Regions from separate parts of the Sminthopsis crassicaudata genome. Here region 2 is linked to region 1. Evidence: chromatin contacts called from public Hi-C data. All regions are on one chromosome and are shown on one strand. The core of a region is the stretch at or near the end of the contact, and the rest is flanking DNA. Distances in the headings are between cores, read along the strand shown. Region 1 holds the start of CEP135 (centrosomal protein 135). Region 2 holds the start of SRP72 (signal recognition particle 72).

Region 1 (5,050 bases), core at 1,435-3,934:
GGTCTCCTTAGTAAGTTCCTGCCTTTTTTTTTTTTTTCCTAAAGAAGCTGAATTACATTTATTGCTAAGTTTAAACATAAAGGGAATTTTCATATATAAATCAAAACATGCCCTTCCCTCCCAAAATAGGACAGCAAATGAAACTTTAATTCTACTTTATATCACTTGCTTTAAATATAAAATTTTATTTTCATTTCAAAGTAGTTCTGCTTTCCATATTACAAGCTGAATAACTGAACTTCTCTAATGTGAATCTAAAATATTAGAATGGCCCTTTAAGACATTATCATCATTATTATTTATTTTAAGTTAACTCTGTTAAAAACCACAAAGTTAAAAAAAAAACCACAAAGGCTGAAGGAGTTTAACACAATCAAAATTAATCCACACTGCAAAAAGCCTCTTATGTATAACTTTATACAGCTGTATACTTTATCCAAAATGGTCAATTCATTGTCTCCACTTAAATTCTTATTTTTTATTCATACTATTCTCTAAAATGGAACTGATTTTGTTCTTCCTCTCTGTTTATCTAAATCTAATGCCATCATTTAAATTCCAGATTGAGTCTTACCTTTTCTATGAAGACCTTCCTGCCCATTTGAGTCCGGAGGATCATGGGATTTGGAGCAAAAGAAGGAATCATAGAAATCACCTAGTCCAACCCCTTTATTTTATAGGCATCTATTTTTTCCTTTGGACCCTAAAAAAGTATTGACTCCTTTGATTAATATTAATTTCCTTTTCAAGTATTTATATCTTTTTACCTCTTTCACTTTCTAAATTAATTGTGACATAATTGAAGGAAGGAACTAAGCATATACCTTGATACAGTGGAAAGAGTACTGAACTTGGACCCAGATACATAGAGACTCAGATATAAATTCCACTCTTGACACTCACCAGCTGGATGAGACTTTGTCCCAGTTTCCACATGTGTAGTTACACCTGCAGTACTTATCTCATAAGTTTGTCCAGAGAATAGATGAGGTATTGCTGTGCTAAATGTAAGAGATACCCCCCACCCAAAGAAAAAGAGAGAGAGAAAAAGAAAGGAAGACCCTGACTTCAGAGAGCTTACATTTGAAAGGAGTAGGGAGAATGAAACATAAAACGGAGTTGAAATGCATGTGGGGGTAGTGATGGAGGCGCAGTCAAAAAGCCAGTAACAGGGCAGGAGGGGGGGGCTGAAGATCAGCCTGGTCCCCTCCACAAAATGGCATCCTCAAGAGGAACTCAACAGTGGAAGAAAGGGGTGAAGAAGTAGTAAAGATTCAGAGGAGGAGCTGCAGAAAGAGGGAGAAATCAATCTGGAAAGATTTCATGGAGAAGACAGAATTCTATTTAAATAAGTGACTACCCCTTTCAGTGCAACACTGAAATCAGCACTATTTTATCATAATATTGAGATGTTTTAATTTAATATTAACACATATAAGATATAATATAATAGATACATAATATTAATAGATATAACTTATATAAACCAAATTGCGGGGGGGGTGTTTCTATAAATTTTAAGCAGCCAATGGGTTCCTGAGAATAAAATGTTTGAGATTTGATGATCTAAAACACAGGAACCATTCAATAAATGCAGGTGGACCAATTACAGGTGAGAAAAGGTCTTCTCTAAGATTTTCTTTATCATGGTTTCCTTAATACATTCTATAGGCTGCAGTTTATAACTTTGAATTCATGAATGGATTTCAAGAAACCTGAGGGGCAATTGCATTTCTATGTTCACTAACCTCTAACTGAAATTTAGTTTTCCTTCAATCATATTTTAAACCATTCCCCCCCAAAAAAGGCTAACAATTTTCACTAGATTACCTAAGGAATCCATGTCACAAAAAAACCCAAAATAAAACAAAAAATATTGAAGAGTCTCTGTTTTACTGTAAAGTGATAAGGAAGAAATATTTTATTAAACTCAGCATAGGGCTGCTGCAGATGGAGCTGTTCATGGTGATTACTAATAATAGGTACAATGCATGTGAATGATAACATTTATAACATAAACATTACATAAATGACAATAGCTATTTTAACTATCAATACAGCACTTTAAGATTTGCAGAACACTTTACAAATACTTTCTCTTTTGATCCTTACAACAATCCTGACCAGTAGGTACTGTTTTCATCTCCATTTTACAGATGAGGAAACTGGGATTAAGGGACTAGGTCACACTATTATTTAGTACTTGCAAACTTTCAGTGCTATTATTATCCTGTTTTGCAGATTTGGAAACTGAGGCAAACAGTTTTAGAGATTGCCCAGGGTCGCACAGCTAATCGGGGTGTCTGAGTCAGGTCTTGATTTGGGGTTTTCCTAACTCCAAAGCCATCCCGTTCTCTTGGGAGCCTACTAGGCAGGCATTACACCAGTCGGAAGATGCTCTCGCGCTCAGACATGGTGCTTCCTAGGTCCAGGACGTCGGAGCTGGACCACTCTTTCCCGCAGGTTCCGCTAGGGGGTGCTGTGGACCAGCGCTCGCCCAGCAGGTTCCGGGCGAAGGAGCCGGGATCACATTTTCCCAAAGTTCCCGCTAGGGGGCGCTGTGGACTAGTGCTCGCCCAGCAGCCGTTTCGCCAGCTTCCGGCCCGGGGCTGCGGCGGCGTCACCTTTGCCGCCATTGCCGCCGCTCAGTACCCCCACCTCCCCCCACCTTGTTACCAGGCAACGACGGCGCCTCCACCCTAGCCGGCTGGCTCCGTCTCTCCCGCGCCATTTTCAAACTGCTCTCTCTAGTTCCTGGTTCGGCTTCTGCGCTGGGCGGTGGGAGAGCGAGGAAGGGCCGGTTCTTCGCCGGAGCTCCCGGTAAGGGCCGCGGGGGTGGGGGAGGGGAGCAGCCGGGGCGCTCGTGGGCGGTGCGGCCGCCCCGACGGAGGGGCAGGGGGACGCGGAGCTGGGCCTTCCTCCGCCGGCCCGTTCCGGCCGCCCGCCGAGTCCCCAGTTCAGAATTTAAATACCCGTGAAGTCACTCGGCCCGCCGGCGTTAACTCCTGTAAGCGCTGATGAAGCTCCCACTGTATGCCGGGAGATACTAGAAAGGCCAAAGAGACCCCCTCCCCTTCCTTCCCCCCGTCTGCCCTCAGGGAGCTTCCAGTCCGGAAAGCGACGCACGAAAGACCCTTTTCTCCATTTTAATTTTTTTGTATGTGAGGGAGCCACTTCTGGCAGGCCCGTGATGCACTTTTGAGTATGTTGTCTCACTTGATGTTCACAATAATTCTGAGGTAATTTAATGTTGTAAAACTCACTTAAAAAGGTAATTACAAACTTAATAAATGCCAGCCCAACAAATATTCAAATAAAGAACGGAATCCTGCCTAAAACCTTTAGCATTTAACAAGGTGCCAGCAAATGACTCGTTGAACAAACAAAACAATTAAAGCTTTTGTGGGTGTCTCTTGAAGTTCCATTTATTTGGATGGTCCCGCCCCCCCTTAAATAAACGTTATTTTTACAATCCAGGTTTTGGTTTCAATTTGTACGTTTCATTTATAGCTATATTAAATTTTAATTTAATTCATTTATTTTAATACACATCGCTTCATGAATCATGGGAGAGAAAAATAGAGGGAAAATCAATGAGAAAAAAATTAAAATGAACATGACAGCTATATTTTCTTGAATGCTTCATATTTATTGTGATCTTTTTTTCACTAATATCCCATTATATTATTATACTTTCTTTAGCCATTGTCCATTTGTCGGACTTGTGTTTAACAGCTTTTGTAAGTGGAAATAAACTGATTTTTTTTTTTTTTTTTTTTTTTGAAAAGACAGTTTTATGGGTTTTGGAGGATTTAACATTAGCTGTTATTTGTTCCTTCCAACCCCTCCAATTTTTACTATTAAGGGCAGTGTCTTCCTCCCAAGGTCACTTAGAACATTAAATTAATATATATACACACATATATATATTTAATTTTAATAGTTTATATATATGCATGGGTAATTTTACAACATTGACAATTGCCAAACCTTTTGTTCCAATTTTTCCCCTCCCCCCCCAAGATGGCAGGTTGACCAATACAAGTTAAATAGAACATTGAATTAATATTATTGAAGTTCAAGGAGGACCCCAAAAGGTTGGGTTTGCTAACTGGTGTCCTGAGGTATCTCAAAAGAATTTGCAGGATTGAACCCATGCCCAAGTGAAGAGGCAAAGTTTATTATAATTTTAACACCAATTGACATGGGTTAAGTTACAAAAGGACTTAGCAAAGAACAAGAAGATGATAAATTTGTAGGACAAAATTAGACCAGAGCTTCATATCACTTATTTGCTAATTTTATGACTCTTATGGGTAGGTTGAGGGGTGGTCCCTTCACTATTATGTCAGGAACTTGGTTGTCACTGACCACCAGATGGTTTATCTGACAGTCAGGCAATGTTTGTAGGACCATACATATATCCTAAGGCCAGAAAACTTTAGAATCATGGCCAGATTGTTAGAACAATAGCAATCTAAGGTCAGGGGATTACTGCTGTATTTCCACTGGAAGCTGGAAATGATAGGGTATGTCATTCATTATCATTCTCAAACCCTCAAGTTCATTCACTTGTAGATTCCATCTGTTGCCCAGTCTTAACATTTCTGTCTTCATACTCTCTCTTATGTAGGGCTCCTTCTCTCAGCTGCCACAAATAGCACCCCACATGTGTCCTCAGCTCTGAACGGTCTGGATATTACAATCATCTCTGGGTGATCCTCCCTGCTGCCAATGTACCATCCATTTAACTGCTTCGGTCATCCTCCTAAACCCATCACCCTCACTCAAGGAATTTGCAGAGGCTCCCTGTTGCCTCCAGGATCAGATATAAAAATCATTTGTTTGGCTTTTAAATTCTTTAGAACCTCTGCTCCTTTCTCTCAGTCTTCTTACACTTTACTACGTGTACTGCGTAATCCACTGTCTTTCATTCTGATCCTCATACAGGAAGATCCATATCCCTACATGGGGCCTTTTCCCTAGCTGGAGCTCATGCTCTCTTTAGCTCAGCTTCTTGGGTTCCCTGGCTTCAAGTCTCAGATAAATC
Region 2 (5,185 bases), core at 2,445-4,944, 490 kb after region 1:
AACTGAGGCACGTAATTAAGTGACTTGTTCAGGGTTGCACTCAGGCTGTATTTGAACTCAGATCTTCCTGACTCCAGGTCCATACTACCTGGCAGCCCAAGACTTCTAACTGATCATCTTTTAACATTATTCACAAATACACTTTCCTGATTCTCTCAACCACCTTTTCTGTGTGGGAGTTGAAATTATCCCCCTAATAAGAAAGACTGAAGCAGAGCTCTGATCCAATGGCACTTTCTTAAAGGGTCTATAGTTCTTAATGAAGTGGACCTCAGATCTCCCTCATGATCGGAGATGCCTCCTCCTTCCAGAGCCCTATTTTTATAGGACCAAATGTCTGAACATTTCATGAACAGATATACCAGATACAGAATAATTCCACTAATTGATGTGTGACACATAAGCTAAACTAAGTAAAATAACATGTCAGTAGGGTCATAAGTTAGGTGAAGCAAGGGATAGCTCCACACAAGATAGGTTTCTTCTTAGGTTAAGCAAGTTATCACTGCCAGTGACCTAAGTAGTTATAAGATGGTAATCTGCTCCTATTGGAATATTTTGGGGAAGTTGAGTCACCTCTGCCTTGTTAGATTTGACCACCATGACAAGAAAAAATAAGGGTGGAGAATCTCTAGTTAACTTCTTATAGCTGAGCAAATGAACTTAGAAATCTGCAGCTCACAGTTTGGGTTCAGTACTGTGATATGATTCTATCAAATTGGTTAATGACTGATCAGGAGTCCAAATGAATTATTTCTCACATATGTTATTCCATATATTTTGCATATATCTATATGTATAAAAGGTTATTATACTACATTAGGTAATAGCCAGGTCATCAAGGGAAAAGTGTTTCATTTGTTTTGTGGTGGTTGGGTTTTTTGTTTTTTTGGGGTTTTTTGGTTATCCTTAGCACCTAGAACAATGCTATCGTCATTTAATAAAAAATTTTCAAATTGATTATGATTTCCATTACCCTCTTAAAATGTTTTTAATATTGAACTTAAATACCAAATCAGAGCATTTTCATATATATGAAATATATATGTTTATATATATGAAATACACATATAATACACAGAGAACACAAAAGAAGGATTTTATATGAAACAGTGACTGTCTCAAATTGCTTGCTTTTTATTTTAATCTTTTTTTTTCCCTGAGGCAATTAGGATCACGTGACTTGCCCAAGGTCACAAAGCTAGGAAGTATTAAGTGTTTGAGACCAGATTTGAAGGAAAGTCCTCTGACTTCAGGGATGGTACTCTATCCATTGTGCTACCTAATATTCTCAAATTGTTTGCTTTTTAAAAAAACGGATATAGCAAATTCTACAGGTTACTTTCAAAATTGTCTTGCTCATCTGTTTATTTCGGGTTTTTTTTTTTTTTTGTACATTAAAAAAAAAGAAGTTTCAATGGCTTTCTTTTGGGGGAGAATCAGCGTTTCTAAGTCCATTTATCCCCACCCAAATTCCTTCAACCCTAATAACAACAATCTTTGTAATGAGTAAGCATAGAGAACAAAACAAATCCACATAGAAGAGGAGGAAAACGTCCTCTTCCGTCAGGAAATGTGACATGTTTGCCTAAGGGGGAGCTGGGGAGCTTGACTTAGTTCAGTCATCTTAGAAGTTCCCTTCCTCTCCATTCCCCCTGGCAATATTCTCGATCAGACCTTGATTTTTACCACTACTGCTTTTTCTCTGATTTTGTCCTTAATTTAACCTGCACGTTAATCTTCCTTAATACTATTTCCATTATAGGTAAACTAACCTAACTGAAGTAGCTGAGTACCTTGAGAATTATTACGAACTTGAGAGAGGTCAAACTACCACCTCTACCACAAAGCTGTGCTCCTATATTTAGAGTTAGCTGCTGGGTACATAACAAAGAGGTGTTTTAGAACGCTGGATCCTTAACTCAGGAGGGATCAGAGCACTAGAATTTGCTATCTGTGTACACAGGAAGCAATAGCACCAATTTTTTTTTAAAGTCTTCCCCCCCCCCCTGAAAAAAATACAATGATGTATTAGTAAAAGTCCTGGATTTGCAATCAGAAGACTACTCCTGGATCTGCTTGTTATAACTTGACAAATTTAATTTCTTTGCTTCAGTTTCTTCTGTAAAAAAAAAAGAAAAAAAAACAACAACAATAAATGGCTATAATAGATTATTTATCAGAGCTTTACCAGCTTTAAATGCATACTATGATCCTTTGGATAACTCAGTGAATCCATGCAGTTTAGGAAGAGGAAGGTCATACTATTAGATGCTACTAAAAAAAAAAAAACCACAAAACCAAACAGAAATGGATTGAGACATTCCTAGAAATCCAGTGGACACTTAGCCTCCCTATTTGCTCCACACTCTCCAAAGCCGGAGAGCCTCCGGCAGGAACAGAGCTGATCCTGGAGTCAGGAAAAACTGGTGTCCAAGTCTTGCCCTTTACACAAAGTAGCTGAGCATCCTGGGCCACTCTGAGGTTGTCACTTACAGATGCTCGCGGTGGAGTTCCCAATGACGTCACAAGTTGGACGAACAAAACAGCTCTTCCAAGTAGTCCTCTGCCTGGGCTGGATGGAAGGTCTCCTAACCTGGCACATATATTATTTAGGTTGTATGTATTTTATTTTTATGTATTTTTGGTGGCAACTACTGCTTGTTGTTGCCTTTGGTTTTACTTTTCCATAAACATTTTATTTTTTTGGTTGGAGAATGGGGTGGGTTCTGTGGGATAAAGTAGCTGAATCATGCTCATGACCACAACCTGTCGCACTGAAAAGCACACAATGACTCCGTGGCACTCCAGTTGCTTTGCAATAGCAAAAGGGTTTTTATAAAGCAGGAATTCTCATTCTGGGCTCTCTGAAGATGCTTTTTAAAAATGTTTTTTTAAATGATAGCTTTTTATTTTCAGAATACACGCAAAGGGAGTTTTTAGCATTCATTCTTGCAAAATGTTGTTTTTGTGTTTTCTTCCTTTCCCTCACCCATCTCCTCTAGACTGCAAGTAATCCAATAAAGACTAAATGTGCGGCTGTTTCAAAGTCCGATTCTTTTTGTTCAGCCAAACAACTGTTTGGACATGTGTACACATATTGTATTTAATTTATACTTTAACAAATTTAACACGTCTTGGTCAGCCTGCCATGGGGGGGAGGGGAAAAATTAGAACAAAAGGTTTGGCGATTGCCAAGGCTGTAAAATTACCCATGCTATCATAAATAAATAAAAACTATTAAAAAAGATTAAATGTGCGGTTCTTCCAAACATTTTCTGTGGCTTTTTCTAAAAATATTTTGGAAAAAGAAATGTGTTGATTGTACATGTATTATATCAGATTGCTGCTGTCTTGGGGAAGGGGGGGAGAAAAATCGAATTAAAAAATCTTACAAAAATCTTTACATAGATTTTATTTATTATAAATACACCTATTTTTTCCTATAGTTGGGGGAAAAAACCAAAATAAAACAAAACACTATTATGCTTCCCGCCGTGGAGCCGGGCACGGTTTGCGAGTGCTCCCCGCAGGGTAAAGGACGCACGCTCCACCCGCTCCACCCGCTTACTCGGAGACCACAGGTCTTCAGAGGTTTCCCCTCAAGGGAGGATGCCTAGAGTCTAGTTGCTATTAGCAACAGCCCAGCGTGGTTTCCTGTTCCCAGCTCTCCTCACGGCCCCGCCGAAATCCGCTTCCGGGGTACGGGTCGTCCCCGCCCACCTCCGTGTCTTCTTCAAGATGGCGAGCGGCGGCGGCGGGGGGGCCTCGGTGGCTGCCCTCTGGAGCGAAGTGAATCGTAACGGGCAGAATGGCGACTTCACGCGCGCCCTCAAGACAGTGGACAAGAGTGAGTGCTGGCCCCCTTTTGGGAGTCCTGGCGTCGCGAGCTGTCCCCGACCCCCGGTGCCGGCCGCCTCCGGGAGGGGAGATGTGGCCTCTTCTTCCGGCGGAGGAGGGGCAGGGGGCCGCCGGCCGGCGCGGGTGGGCGCCTCGCAGGGGCGCGGGTGCGTGGAGAGGAGGCCTGTTCTCAGTCCGGGGCAGCCTCGTTCTGGGGCCGCACGCAGCGCCCCGCCCCAGGCTGGCAGCACAGGCTTCCTCTACCCCTTTATGCCACGTGGACTTAGCTCTCCTCCCTCCCAGGTCGGGGAAGCTCGGGGGAGGGGGCGCTTAAAGCGCTCGCAGTTTTTCCCCTTCCAGAGAAGCCGCCCTCCCCGGGCCCTGAGGTGGGGGCGGCCGGTCCGGCCTTCTTCCCCAACGCCGCCGCCTCCTTTTACGCAGCTCTCAGGCTTACGAAGCACTTTTCTTCCCCCTTTCACTGAGGAGGAAACTGACGTTTACCGAGACAGATGTCAGTTTCGTGTAATTGACAGGCAGGAGATGAGCCTCCCCCTTCCCCCCTTTGCCTCTGAAGGGCTGGGGGGAAGCCCCCACGTCAGTACTAAAAGGGAACAAATAGAGAACTGAGCTGCCTTTGCTTTTAAACTGCCCTGATGGGCCTTGGTGGTTTCTGATGGTGCCCCTTAGCATTAAAGTTATCGAACACTTGACGTGTATCTGATAATTCCTAATACTTCGAATAATTTGTTTAATATAAAAGTTACCTATTGTTACGTAACTTTTTCTACTCCCGACCCATTCTCGCCATCTTGGTATATAAATAGGTAGACAAATCAAACATTTACTGATAATCAATCATAATTTCACAACCTCCACGTTTGGTTAAGAGACTCCCCATAGAATCACGACCCACATTGTAAGGAGCTTTGATATATAATAGGAAAGTTAGTAAGGAAAGTCTGATGCTAAGTATTCTGTTTTATTGAAATTATGTTATAACTGATAATTAGGCAAAACACTAATAAACAGCAGAGATACCAGCTTTTTAAGCTTAGTGCTCAGTAATTTCCATAGAGTCAGAAGGTCTTGCCTAAGAGGCCACAAGTGGGTGAGTAAGTGTGAAGCTGAGGTTGGAACCACGTTGTCTGCAGGTCCAGTGCTCTTCCCACTGTGTATCCTCTAACCTGGGGAGTAAAGGAGCTCCTGTTACAAGTGGTAGAGTATTCATTAATGTCACGTGTGACGTTCTTTCTGTTGCGCCTGAACCTCCCAGAAAATGCCTTCTGTGTGTGGGCTTTGGGGTATGAAGATAAATGAAGGAGATAGGGAGCAGCATTAGTATTCT

The links. Hi-C and Micro-C count contacts between places; a contact is called where the count stands out from the background.
Region 2: a Hi-C map of hippocampus shows a contact between it and region 1, with 2.2 times the contacts expected there. The contact joins the promoter of SRP72 here to the promoter of CEP135 in region 1. A contact is called at or near these places in 2 of 2 Hi-C or Micro-C datasets (fibroblasts and hippocampus).

What each region holds. Positions count from the first base shown.
Region 1 is chr6:41,278,888-41,283,937 of ASM4859323v1, forward strand. It overlaps CEP135 (centrosomal protein 135), which reads left to right and starts at 2,685. Exons shown (of 26, transcript XM_074276145.1): 1 at 2,685-2,820.
Region 2 is chr6:41,772,136-41,777,320 of ASM4859323v1, forward strand. It overlaps SRP72 (signal recognition particle 72), which reads left to right and starts at 3,695. Exons shown (of 19, transcript XM_074273569.1): 1 at 3,695-3,850. The coding sequence starts at 3,742.